2 separate regions of the Sus scrofa genome follow, and region 1 is linked to region 2. A link is a contact called in public HiChIP or PLAC-seq data. All regions are on one chromosome and are shown on one strand. The core of a region is the stretch at or near the end of the contact, and the rest is flanking DNA. Distances in the headings are between cores, read along the strand shown.

Evidence for each region. HiChIP or PLAC-seq counts read pairs in DNA pulled down with a chosen protein or histone mark.
Region 1: an H3K27ac HiChIP or PLAC-seq map of skeletal muscle shows a contact between it and region 2, with 4 times the contacts expected there. The contact joins the promoter of LOC106506012 here to the enhancer-like site in region 2. A contact is called at or near these places in 1 of 5 promoter capture datasets (liver), 15 of 47 Hi-C or Micro-C datasets (alveolar macrophages, embryonic fibroblasts, fetal liver and 8 more) and 2 of 2 datasets of contacts at active chromatin or transcription factors (alveolar macrophages and skeletal muscle).

What each region holds. Positions count from the first base shown.
Region 1 is chr14:64,394,882-64,401,654 of Sscrofa11.1, forward strand. It overlaps LOC106506012, which reads left to right and starts at 5,047. Exons shown (of 3, transcript XM_021073603.1): 1 at 5,047-5,351. The coding sequence starts at 5,096. The region is part of intron 2 of RHOBTB1 (rho-related BTB domain-containing protein 1); the gene reads right to left.
Region 2 is chr14:64,275,369-64,282,333 of Sscrofa11.1, forward strand. No RefSeq gene overlaps it. Among named protein-coding and RNA genes, the nearest start is that of CDK1, 45 kb to the left of the region's middle. Within about 2 kb of position 5,498, at least 61 of the 83 cell types and tissues checked have an H3K27ac peak or open chromatin away from gene starts, as enhancers often do. A contact at or near this core is called in alveolar macrophages, embryonic fibroblasts, fetal liver and 7 more, where this site is marked.

The DNA.
Region 1 (6,773 bases), core at 3,797-6,296, 120 kb after region 2:
GGAAGCCTGGGTGGAGAAAAGAAGATGAGCACTAGAACCAGATTTACATCACCTGTACTCTTTGGAGCCTCTTAGGTGATGCTAGAGTGAGGCTCAAATAATGAGACCGAACTGCTGGTTTTCTAAAAGGAAGTCCCAGAGAAAGGTTAAAGACAAGATGCCTGTTCTCTGAGGTAACTTTCCTGAGCCAGAAACAGTAAAATTTCAGATCTCTCCAGGCATGTTTTGAGATGTCAAGCATATTAACCAAAGCCTCTGAAGTTCAAAAAAATCAAACAAATGATTGTTAATTAAATTATTACTAGAGGAGTTCCCGTCATGGCGCAGTGGTTAACGAATCCGACTAGGAACCATGAGGTTGCGGGTTCGGTCCCTGCCCTTGCTCAGTGGGTTAACGATCCGGTGTTGCCGTGAGCTGTGGTGTAGGTTGCAGACACGGCTCGGATCCGGCGTTGCTGTGGCTCTGGCGTAGGCTGGTGGTTACAGCTCCGATTCAACCCCTAGCCTGGGAACCTCCATATGCCATGGGAGCGGCCCAGGAAATAGCTAAAAAAAAGACCAAAAAAAAAAAATAATAATAAATAAATAAATAAATTATTACTAGAGATACTATGTATTTTCTAAAATCTCTTTTGGTGCTAATATTACAGGATGCAGAGTATAATTTTACTCTTTAAGTGATTATAGTTTATAGTTGTTTTATTGATAATTTGCAATCTACTGTTGTCATAGCTAACCCAATATCAGTTGATGATGAGGTCTTAACCTGTAGCAGGATCTTCCCAGTCTAATAGTACTCTTACAATCTATTTTGTAATGATGCACTATAGTAACAACTTTTACAGGATAAAGTTGTTTCAGGACAGCTTATAACAACTCCTTAAACGGTTAAATGTATCTCTTAACTAATTAAGCTTTAAGAGTTATTAGCTTGAGTTGGAGGTATCAGTACATTCAAAAAGATGATGCAGAAAGGCCTCTTTAGTCATTTACTCCCCATTTCATTTTTTATTTCCCATTTACATGATACTCCCGGAGAAGGATTAACAAATGTTACAAGTTCTTCTATAAGAAGTGGGAGGGGAGTGTGGAAGGGGAGAGAAGAGAAGTTTGTCAACAAAAACTGAAAATGTCCTGCTTCATCTTTAAATACTGGCCTTTTCCAGCACTTTAGTTGGGGTTTATCTATTATGTATCCAAATTTATCTGTGTGGCACATTTGAGATTTATCTTTAAATTGAGGTTCCAGAAGGAATCCAGTACTCTTAAGTACCATGCCAAACTGTAATGCTTTCTCAAAGATGCTGTGCAGATTCAGACAGCTCACAATTTTGTTTCAACACTTTTGAAGCAATAACACCTTGAGTCTGAGATACAGTAATTTAGCGGTTCTAAAGGAATGCATAATCTCTCCCTCTAGGGTTGAAATTCTACATTCTGTCTTTCTCTAAACTCTCATCCTATCTATCTATCTAGACAAAAATGTGCTTGGAAATTTTTCCCCCATGTATACAAGGGTTTGCAAAGTAATCCCACAGGGTGGAAAATGCGGAACTTCTCCTAAATGTACCATTTACCCTCAATTCATACTTTTGGCATGTATGGTCTTGATTTATTTTCTCATTTTTTCTGCATGAATGTTTAATATCTTGTCTTTTAAATCTGTTTGTAAAATCCTTAAGACAAGAGACCCCATGGTAAAAACTTTCTTAAATTTGTACCTGGGGCCATGCCAGAAAGTACACATAAATGCTTATAATTTTTGCTGGTTTACTTAAGAGAATGGAATTTATTTTTTTGGTAACAGCTGTGCCACCGAAGGTTATTACATAAGCTGTAATTACTACGTTATTTTAGTTAGGTCACTTCACCTTTCTTGGCCCCAGTTTCTCTATTGGAGAAGGTTTTCCAAACTAGGGAATTCAGGTTTTGGAGTAAGACAGAATTAAAAAAAAATTTTTTTTTCTATTTCTTCCATTTACTAGAAGCAGAAAATTGAACCTGTTACCTAACCTCTCTTAACTTTCAATTCTTCACCTGTCCTTTGGAGACCAAGAGAGTAGTTTCACCTCACAGGGTTTTTTTGTTGTTGTTGTTTTGTTTTGTTTTAAAGCACAATGAAAACAGAAGTGCAAAGAATGCAGCACATTACTTGAACTTTGGTTCATGCTCAAAATGTCAACTATTATTATATCAACTTTCTTTCAGCTCTAGAGCCCTAAGATTAGGATAGATGTAAAATCCTAATTATCAAGCACTCAAATCCCGAGTATCTTCATCTATTCTGGCACCACCCGATCCCCCCCAAAAAGACTCTTACAAAGAACAAACTGATTCAAGGCCCGTTTTAGTGCCATTTTACTCAAAGAGTAAGGAGAATACTTTTAATAATCATTAAAATTGTGATATTCATAATTGAGTCAATTAAAAAAAAAAAAACCAGGACACACTGTTTTAAGACAAACGAGGAAGACACTTGTTCTGAAATGCACACTCAGAATTAGACACAGGATGTCATCAATCTCTGGTAATGGGTTTGCACAAAGACACTGACCTGGCTTGCTGGAAGTGAAGAACAGAATACCCTGCTCCCAGCTGGACTTACCTACATGAAAGAGAGAAATACTTTATAAATCCTACTGCTTGCCAGGAACACATGGGGAGCCGCTGACGCTTTCAACATACATTGTTCCCCCTGCACCCCACACCCAAGGGCAGAATCTGCTTTACTTTTGCTGAGTGTCCGTGTTAATGGCATTTCTTGGGGTCATATACCTCCCGAAAGAGCTGTAACTTTGTAGGTAGCATTTCTGAAAATGTATTTCTGAGCATTTGGGGCTGATACCAAAAAAGCATTTTGCCACACACCCATATATAGGAACAAGGAAAACCTTCTAGACATTTTACAATACAGAAGTCAAAGAAGTGGACATGCTATTCCTTTAAAATATTTTTAGACAATATCATAAACAAAAGTCCAAATGATTCCAGTTTTTCCTATTAAATTACACTGGTGTAGTTAATAAGTTATACTGTTGTGACAATGAAACCAAGCTACCTGTGTTTCTATTTCCACCTCTGGGATCACACACACACACATAGCCCTGTGGACTTCAATTTACACTACTGTTGCGATTTGAGAAAACAACAATCAACGGGCAAGTTTAGAACACTGACTATGATTTTATTACTTCATAATGATTTTTCAAAGTCTTCCACACTGAGATGAACAAGTTAAACACTAATATGTCCAAATACAACCCACGAATCCCAGAGGAAACTCTGCTTGATGATAATTTGCTGCCTACCCCATCTGCGGAGCAGTATGAAGACATTACTTGTATTGCAAAGAGACTGTGTTTCTTTTCTAGCAACCAGTGACTCTCTTCTGCATCTACAGAGTTATTGCAAATGAAATATAATTCCAAATTTCTGAAGTGTTTGTAAACAAACTTATCAGCGTATGTTTAGAAAAGCCTAGAGTTTGCCGAAATCAAACAAATAGAGCCTTTTGGCTATTTATATCTGCTGACATTGAGAGGACAGTTTCAAAGATGAAAACTACTGATAACAGTACTTTTGTACGCAGTACAGCGGAGAATAAGCAGCACTAGCCCGGTTGGTGGTGGGGGAGCCCCAAACTAGGGAAACCTCAAGCTGAGCGTCTGGCTGGGGTCCAGCAGAGCTGCCTGGGACAGCACAGGTTGGGGGAAGTTCAAAGTCAAGGCGACTCATCTGGTCATAACTTCCTAGATCTTCCTGGGTCTGGGTGCCTTTGTGTATATATCAATCTTCATGCATTTTTTCCCCTAGCAAATGTGTACAGTCAGCTCTAAAGGCACAGCTTGTGTGCTGACGTGCAAAGCCAAGTCAAAACCCTGCGCTTGGCACTCCCTTCTAACTTTCTGGCTTGTCCAAGTCTAAATATTGACATTGCTCCTCAGTTGAGATGTTTGATACCGTTAAGGATAGAAACGGCGGAGCTAACAGTAGGATTTAATGATATATTTTCACATAGTTGCGCCTTCCATTCCCTTCCCCCCCCCTCCCCGAGGGGGCTGGATTCCCTTGTCTGCACGTCTTCCTCCCACTCCCACCCTGTTTTTCTCCCCGAAAACTGAGCACGCAGAGACTGGGTAAGGTGTGCTGCAAGCCCATGGCAGCTCCTCCTGTTGTCACAGCAACTCACAACAGACTCCATGGCCACGGGCTGGGGGTGGGGAGCACCAAACTGTGGGCTGACCGATCAACTAACTCTCCAGGGGGTGCAAGCGCCCAAGGGGCTAGCGTATCCCCCTCCGCAGTCCCTCTGGCTCCCCAACACTGTCCTTCCAGGGAAAGGAGCCCTCTGGTCGCGCGGCACCACCCTCTCCCTGGCGCAGCCCGTCTGCTAAGGGTGCCTGTTGTGCATTTTCTCTGCTCCAAGTTAGGGGTGCGGCTGTGCGGGCGCTCCTAGAAATCTCTTCTGCTGGCCTCTGATGTGTGGGCTTCCCGGCCTCGCAGAGGGGCGAGGGCGGCTCCCAGAGCAGCTGGGTTCCACCACTCGGTCTTGGGACGCTGCCGGCCGCGTGGCGCGGCCCGGGCCCCCCACCTGCCGCCCGCCGGGGCCGGGGCGGCGGGGGCTCCGGCGGCAGCTGCTCAGAGAAGTTTCATAGCATAGCGCACTCACGACACAGAACCTACCCGGAGCCGAGCGGGACGCGAGCTCTCTCCGCCTTCAAGGGCTGGGGAGCAGGGGGGGAGGGCCCCCAGCCACTCAGCAGCAGCCACGGCCGCGCGCGCTCGCGGGCGTGCGGGGCCCCTGCGCGCGGCGTGCCGCCCGCCGCCCAACTTTGCACAAAGGCAGCATGGCACTGCCCGGCCTGGCGGGCTCACCCGGCGCCGCGGCCGCTCTTCCCGGTGCGGGCCGAGAGGGGCTCGCCCCTTTCCGCCCCCAGCCCTCCCCTTTTCCTCAGGCCCCCACCCCGTTCCCAGGCTGCCTGACCGGGCGGAGCCGAGCGCTCGGCACCCAGCTCCGCCGCCGTGGCGGCCGCCGCTCGCTGGGTGACGTGAGCAGCTTCGCGGCTATTTATATCCACGCGATTGGATTTCATTCATGAAACCCGGGCCTGGTGTGTCTGGGCGCTGGGGCGCGGGTGGCGAGGGTGCCTCGGCCTCCTGCAGACTCGGGGGGCCCCGGCTGGGAGGCGGGCTGCCGGGAAGGAACGTGCACGGAACCTGGAAGACCCCAGCCCTCCCCGCCCGCAGCCGGCAGGGAAGGGGCCGGGCGACCTGTGCCCCCCTGTTCTCTGTCCCCGGCGCCCCACCCACTCCCGTACAACTGCTGGCCCTTTGTCCCAGGCTCTGGAGAAGTAAGTTGGGCCACTAACCGGCTGGGCAGCATGGCTTTCTTCCCCCTAAGAGCTGACCGGCCGCGGACTCCGAGGGAGGACATAGGCTATTGTTTTAAAACCCGAACCCAGCTGCTGACTAAGGGCTGCGTTAGCCCAGCCTCCTCCTCCCCTGGGCGCTGCACGTGCCGGCAGGCTCCCCCCCTCTGGGTTACCTGCCTCTGTGACTTGGCTCGAGGGGGGTCCCCGCAGGGGCATAAGGACGCACCGGCTGTCCCCACCCGAAATAAGGAGGCGATTCACAACCTCCTATACATGGCTGAGTGAGGAAGTGAAATTGACTTCTGGCCCCTCATGGGTTGTCAGAATGCTCAGATACCCACTGCAGTCATCCCTCATGAACTCTGTCTCATCGTTCCAGACTGACTGTGAGCTCTGAAGGAAAGGACCAGGGGTAGTTTTCAAGCATTTGCAGGACAGATACTTGTTTAGTGCCTATAGTAGGGCAGGTACTCTGTCAAGAGCTAAGGAGGTGACAATGAACACAACCCACTTGTTGCAGGGCCTCAAGGAGCTTTCAGTCGGCCTTTTAAAATTAGTGTGCTTTAAACCCCCTCACACACAGCCTAGAAAAAGCCAGCTGGGGGGTAAAGGTATTGATGTGTTCAGCTACCTTAAGGGATTCATTCATTTAATAAACCTTTAGTGATAAGGCTGTGTAGTGAGGACTGGGGATACAAAGAAGGCAACAATGTGTCCTTAATCCCCAAGGAGTTCTCAGGTCATGGATTCCTGAGGTTCTGCAGGATACAAACCTCAAAAGGGAAAGAGAGCCATATTTGATTGCAAGGGCTGTCTCTTTGTGTTATCCCTCAAGAAACAGAATATTAGGAAAAATTATAAATGCAAACAAACCTCTCTATCCCTCATTTTCTTCCAAGAAATTATCTTCAGTTTCTCAGATGGAATATTCTCCCTTCCCAGGATCCCCAGATGAGTTTTAGTTCACTGCATATTCCTTCTCTTCCCACTAGATTATGTTCCATTTTGGAGACAAAATCTTGACTAGTGCTCTCTGAATCCCCCAGAGATCCCAAAGCATAATGAAATTCAATGTTTTTACAAGGAAAGGTATTAAGGACAACCTGTTTTGTTTAAGCCATCTTCCCTGAACTGTCTTTGGAAATGGAGTTAATAGTCTCCAATCTTTGATGCCCAGAAGAGAGGACAATAAAAAACAAGTATGAAAGTCTCCTCTATGAACTTCAAGACAGATACACGAGGGGGTGATCATTTACTTGGCACAAAGCAGACTCCACTGTGTCTATTTAAAAGTGACTCCATTTTGAAAGCCTTAATCAATGTACATTTTTTTTTTCAAAAACACATTTCTTGGGAAAAGTTAATTAACCCTGTTCACTCTTGGCAATCAGTCCTCTTTAT
Region 2 (6,965 bases), core at 4,248-6,747:
CGGCGGCTACAGCGCCTAGACCCCTAGCCTGGGAACCTCTCTATGCCGCAAGTGCAGCCCTATAAAGACAAAAGACCAAAAAAAAAAAAAAAAAAAAAAAAAGAAAGAAAAAGAACCATGCAAGCAGATTTTTATCTCCATTGATGCTAGTTAGGGAGAGGAAATAAGGTTGGAGGATCATTATTTATACATTTTCATCTAGATACCAAACAGTTGAAGTAAACGAACCATCCATTAGTTTCTGAAAGCTTAGAATTAGAATAATGAATGAGACCTCATTTAGAATCACTATTTCCTGTCCCTTTTTAGGGAAAAGATTTGGATATTTTTTACAGTTACCACCGAGTAACTTGTGCAACACTGTTTTCATAAGGGGTCCAACAAAAAGCCAAAAGCAAGGGTCATGTCCTTTTCCCTTCCAGAACACTGCATGTTTATCCTCTCAATGGGGACAAAGTTGAATATTTTCTGTAAACCAAAACAACCTGGAAATCTAGAGTGGCTTGAGCTGAATGGTTAAAAAAAAAAAAAAAAAAAAGCGATAAAGTAAATGAAGAAATGAGGTTTGTAATTTATGGGAGAATGAAGGAGATCTCTTAATGTCCCACCATGATCAGCTTTTGCTGTGTCTCTGGTGGTTGACCACAAGATGTCACTATGGCATCTTTAATACTAATAATCATGTAGTGGCTGGGGGTGGGGAAGTAACAGGGAAAGAAAATCTTACAGTTCTATGCAAAATAAAAGAGTTTTGTTTTTTTTTTTTTTCTTTTTAAACTGGAAGACAGCCAGGCTAATAAATTTTTTTTTTTAACCAACACTATGAATTGAAAAGGCTTTCAAGAAACATCTGCACAGTGAAACTGTTAACTCCGAAGAAGTCCAGCATCATATCTATACTGTATAATTTAAAATGGAAAATAAAAACCCATTTGGGCCAATGTTCAAAATCTCCAAGGCAAGAGAAAAAAACTTCTGTAGTCGATCCATGTTCAAAATGATGGCATTAAATATGGAGGACGTCACAGCTGAAAACAACTGAAGTCCTGCCCAGTGAAATTTTAAATGACCAGCTTCCCAAAACAAATAATGTTAATTAACCAAATTTCCCTTTGTGGACTCAAATTTCAGAGGGAAAGAAACACATCATTTTAAAAAGCTTCTCTCAGTTTCTTGGGTAAGGTGATTTTCAGAAATCAGCCTGCAGTGGCCCTTCCATAGGACACATCTCCAGGTCAGTAGAGAGTGACTTTCCTGGATCATGATTCTGGAGAATGGAAAGTTCCAGAGTCATCAAAAAAAAAAAAAAAAAAAAAAAGGTCTTTATTTACATAGAAGGCCAGAGAGTGTTTTTAAAAAGCAGCTTCGGAGTTCCCATCATGGTATAGTGGTTAACAAATCCCACTAGGAACCATGAGGTTGCGGGTTCGATCCCTGTCCTTGCTCAGCGGGTTAAGGACCCAATGTTGCCATGAGCTGTGGTGTATGTCGCAGATGCAGCTCAGATCCTGCGTTGCTGTGGCTCTGGCATAGGCCGGTGGCTATAGCTCCGATTCGACCCCTAGCCTGGGAACCTCCATATGCAGGAGCAGCTCAAGAAAAGGAAAAAAGACAAAAAAATAAAATAAAAATAAAATAAAAAGCAGCTGAGCCTTGGCGCTCCTGCTGTGGCTCAGCAGGTTAAGAACATGACTAGGATGTGGGTTTGATCCCTGGCCCCGATCAGTGGGTTAAGAATCCAGCATTGCTGTGAGCTGTGGTGTAGGTCACAGATGCGGCTCAGATCTGGTGTGGCTGTGACTGTGGCATAAGCTGGCAGCTGCAGCTTTGATTTGATTCCTGGCCCAGGAAATTCCATATGCCACAAGTGTGGCCCTAAAAAAAAAAACAAAACAAAAAAAAAGCAACTGTACAGAGAGGGAATCCTTATATTTGTTTTTTTTTGTTTGTTTGTTTGTTTTTTTGTCTTTTTGCCATTTCTTGGGCCGCTCCCATGGCATATGGAGGTTCCCAGGCTAGGGGTAGAATCAGAGCTGTAGCCACTGGCCTATGCCAGAGCCACAGCAATGCGGGATCCGAGCCGTGTCTGCAACCTACACCACAGCTCATGGCAACGCCAAATCGTTAACCCACTGAGCAAGGGCAGGGACCGAACCTGCAACCTCATGATTCCTAGTTGGATTCGTTAACCACTGTGCCACGACGGGAACTCCGAATCCTTATATTTGAACAGCCATTTTTTGGGTGGTCTTCCCACTTTCCCACCTGTATGTGGGCATTCATACTTCATCCTCCACCCACACAGTAATGGTGTGACTGGCAGACGATGTGATCTACCCAGTGTTCTCAGCAGGGCCTAACAGCCTGACCCATAGCCCTTTCTCAAGGATTTGGGATTAAGTCAATTGAGTGTCTCTCCTGATGACTGGACAGTGACACAGACTCTGGAACTGTTGGTCACCATCTTTCCCATCTTGCCAACAACGAAGCAAAGACATTGGTCTACAGGTCGGGAGAGATAAGAATGAAAGGGGCACAGAGGATCAGTCACAGGGAGCCTTGATGGCATCCAGGTGTCCAGTTCCAACTTGTCCTTGGGTCCCCTGGTGCACTCTTGGTTGTGGGAGACAGCCCTGCATCCTCACAGTAAATAATCATTGTGTTCAACCGAACCACTCTTAGGACTTTTCAGGATCATGTAGAGCTCAAGTCATTGTAATGTTTTCTTTCTGCACCCCAACACTGCTCTGCTCCCTAATTGTCCTCTATCCCCCTTACCCCCATCATTTATTCAGACATTTAGGTTATAGGATATTTTATTGGGTCATTTGAACCAACTCTTGTGGCCTGTTGAGGAATAGTGAGTGTAACCTAGAAAGGCCTCAAGAAATGCTTTGAAAGATGACTTTCAGTCTCCATGATCTTTGGGTGAACTGGATCTATACATTATAATTTTATAGTATCACTTCCCAAAATTTTCTTCTTAGGAAATTAATCCTGAAAATGTTAAGAAAATAAATATCCCAGGAGTTTCCTTGTGGTGCAACAGGTTAAAGATCTGGTTGTCACTGCAGTGGTTCAGGTTGCTGCTGGGGCATGGAGTTGATCCCTGGCCCAGGAACTTCCACAGTAAAATGTTTTGGGGAAAAATGCAAAATATATCTCTCTTTTGGAAACTTGGAAATCATGTTAATATATTAAAGGCTCTGACAAGTCCTGCAGAAAAGAAAGGGATAGAATTTGTTTAGCCCAGGATTTTCCAAATTTATGAGACTATGGATTTGGGGGGGGGCAAGTTAATCCTCATTGGCAACATTTTAACTGTTACTTAAAATGTCTGTTTAACTCTGCTTTGCAGTCAAACTGAGTTTGAGGTGGGCTAACCCTAGGAATTTTGATAGGAAAAGCCCTGGAAAATTCTCAGACCCTTACCTCCTACCTCACAGCCCTTTATTAGGCAGTTAGAAGGCTAGGAAATGGCCTAGACATTCAGTGCTATGGGAGAGACTGCTTTATGGGCTCTTGCAACCCCTGACTTTAGACCTTAACTTTATGCTTTTTTCAAAATATAATATACACAAAGTGCATAAATCACAAGTGTACAGCACTAAATTTTTACAAACTGTTTCGCACACTACTGTCACCAGCACCAGGTCAAGAAATGACAATATAGGCTCCCAGAAGCTCCTTCATGCACTCTTTAAGTCACTTTATCACATAAAAGTAACCACTATCTCACTTTAGGCCTTTTCTTTCCACATAAGCAGATATATCCTGAAGGCGAAGGACGGATCCTTGATCTCCTTGTATTCCTTCAGTGTCTAGAAAAGCACGTAGTGAGGATAGTTAATTGGGCTCATCTGTAAAGAAAGAACCATAAAAGCACAAGCACACATCAGACTCCTGCACAGGGCAATGGAGGGGCCCTGGAGTCAGACTGCCTGGGTTCAAAACTGTGTCTCTGATTCCTACCAGTCTGACCACGGGCAGTCACTTAATCTGTAGGAATCTCAATTTCCTGAGACTAGCCTGGATTATCTGGGTGGACCCTGAATGCCATCACAAGTTCCTTAAGAGAGTGGCAACGAGAGAGAGAGAGGAAGATAGCCTTGAAGACTAGAGTGATACAGCTACACGCTAAGATGTGCCACCCACCACCACAAAGTCCAAGAAGCAAAGAACAGACTGTTCTTTGAACCCTACAGCCCTTGGAGAGAGTGTGGCCTTACCAACACGTTGATTTGGTTTTGTTTTGGTTTTTTGTTTTGTTTTGTTTTGTTTCCTTCTTACAGCTGCACCTGCAGCATATGGAAGTTCTCAGGCTAGGGGTCAAATTGGAGCTTCAGCTGAAGCCTGCTCCACAGCCACAGCAACACTGGATCTGAGCCGCATCTGCTACCTACACCAAAAGTTGTGGCAATGCCAGATCTTTAACCCACTAAGCAAGGCCATGAATCAAACCCACATCCTCATGGACACTATATTGGGTTCTTAACCTGCTGGGCCACAACAGAGAACCCCAACACCTTGATTTTTGGCTCAGTGTAACTGCTTTCGGACTTCTGACCTCCAGAAATGTAAAAGAATTTTCCGTTGTTTCTAGGCATCAGGAAAAAAAAATTGCTGTGGTGATTTTTTTATGTCAACCATGGGAATCTATGTGGTAGGTGTTGGGGAGATGGCAATAAAGGAAAAGCAGCCTTCAGGGAGCTTATACTTCCGCAGTGGAAGACAGTGAACAGATACATAAATGCACAGTCTAATGCCAGACAATGCTGCTGGCTCCATACTAAACATAAAGCAGCTGGTGGAAGCCCACAGAGCCTGGGAGAGGGGTAAGTAGACAGTAAGCTGGGTGGGGTGTGCAGAGCTCTGTAGGCTGTGAATGATAAGGAGATAAGGGCTTCGTATTTTCTTTTAAGTATGGATTTGCGGATCCTCCATTTGTGTGGGAAGCCATTGGGTTCCTCTTCAAGTCGTTCTAAGAGGGGCTGGAACCCTTCTATTGGCTGAAGTTCCTGTCCTGGGTTAGCTCTTTGAATTTGCTCTGCTCCCCGGGAGATTTCTTTAACCTCTCTAAGGTTTAATGTCTTTAACTTAGGTTGGAGTAACCAGTTAGTTCATAAAGGCGCTTGCTCTTAAAATAAACCAAAGCTCACAACCCCTTTCTGAACTGGGAAGCCACAGTCAGAAACACAATGGCTTCTCTGGCCGTGACGATCCCATTCGCGACCACTAGAGGGAGGCGGGCGAGGCGACCATTGCAGAATTGAATTGTTAAAAAAAAATTGAGGGCGTGTTGTTGAAAAAAGAAAGAAAGAAAAAAAAATCCTTCACTCACTCCCAAGGTCTGCTTTTAATTATACTGAGGGCTAGACTCTTAACCACACACATTTCAGCCAATCCTAGATGGCCCAGGCTCCTTTTTCACCCTCAAAGCCGTCAAGCCACAGGCGATGCACTTTCAGACCAGAGAAGCGGAACCAAGAGTCACGGATACCGGGTCCCACCCCCTGGCCCTGTCCTCGGGAGCCTTCCCGAATAGAGAGCAGCTTGGGATCAACTGCCCTAACTCATGATGGCCAAAGCTGAGATGTGACTGCAAGTGCCCTTCTAAATTCTTCCAGGGGTAATTATAGAATTACTCTTTCCTCTTCGTGTTGTGTTAGAGGCTGGCAAGCGATCCCTCTTTCCCCCACATCAAAGTAGAAACAAAGTCATTTGGAGTTCCTGTAATGAAAACCTCGATTTCTGGAGAGTTAAAGGCCCTTTGAAGAAAATTGCAAGGGGAGGTAGATTTTGGACGCACTTTCAGCACATTTTGTTAAAGCTGTGGGAGGATGTGATAATGACCATTAAAAGACTCTTTTTCCTCCGATTAATCTTTCTTACATCTACATCCAGAAGCTGAAGAAATCGGGGTCTATGGAAAAGATTCACTCATGTATTCATTGAGTAAACTTTTGCCCTTTTTTCTTATTGTGGCATAATTTCGGACTGACTGAAAATTACATGAATGATGCAAAGAATTTCTGAACTTCCTTTTCCCAGATTCCAAATATTCAAATTTTACCACCTTTGCTCTTTTCTTTCCTCCCCTTTCCTCCTATTGTCTTCTGAACTGAGTCAACAGCAGAAATGATACTTTTCCCCTATTTACTGTGTATTTCCTAAAAACAAGAGCATTCTCTGACATAACCACTGTACAAGTAATCTAGATCAAGAAATTAACAGATGTTATTCTCTAATTTAAGGACTTTATTCAGGTTTTTACAATTGCCATTAATATTATTTTCACAGTAAAAGAAACCCCTGTGTCATATATAGCATTTGCTTGTCATACCTCTCTAAGCTACTTTAAACAAACCATTTCTTGGTTTTTGCTTTGTTTTTATTCCTATTTTTAAAATACATATGTTGATGTTTTTGAAAAGTACAAGCAAAGTTTTTGGTAGAATGTCAGTGTGATGTTACTTTGTGATTAGACTCAGGATGTGCATTTTTGTTAGGAATACCATAGGAATTACATTGTGTCTTTCCAGTAAATTACATGGGGAGCCGTGATGTTGATTTGTCCCATCACTGGTGATGTTAACTTTCATCATTTGTTAAGACAGTAGTAAACATACTATGAAAGCTATAAAATATATATTAACACATATAATATAAGTGCAGTATAACATGTAAGTGAACTCTAATCTAATCTCTAATGTAATGTAAATATGATATAATAATGTAATATGTGTTAGGCTAGTGGTTCTTAAACTTCTGGTCTTATCCTAGAAGTACTTTATGTTCTTTCTTTTTGCCTTTTCTAGGGCCGCTCCTGCAGCGTATGGAGGCTCCCAGGCTAGGGGTCTAATTGGAGCTGTAGCCACCGGCCTACGCCAGAGCCACAGCAACGCAGGATCCGAGCCGCGTCTGCAACCTACACCACAGCTCATGGCAACACCAGATCCTTAACC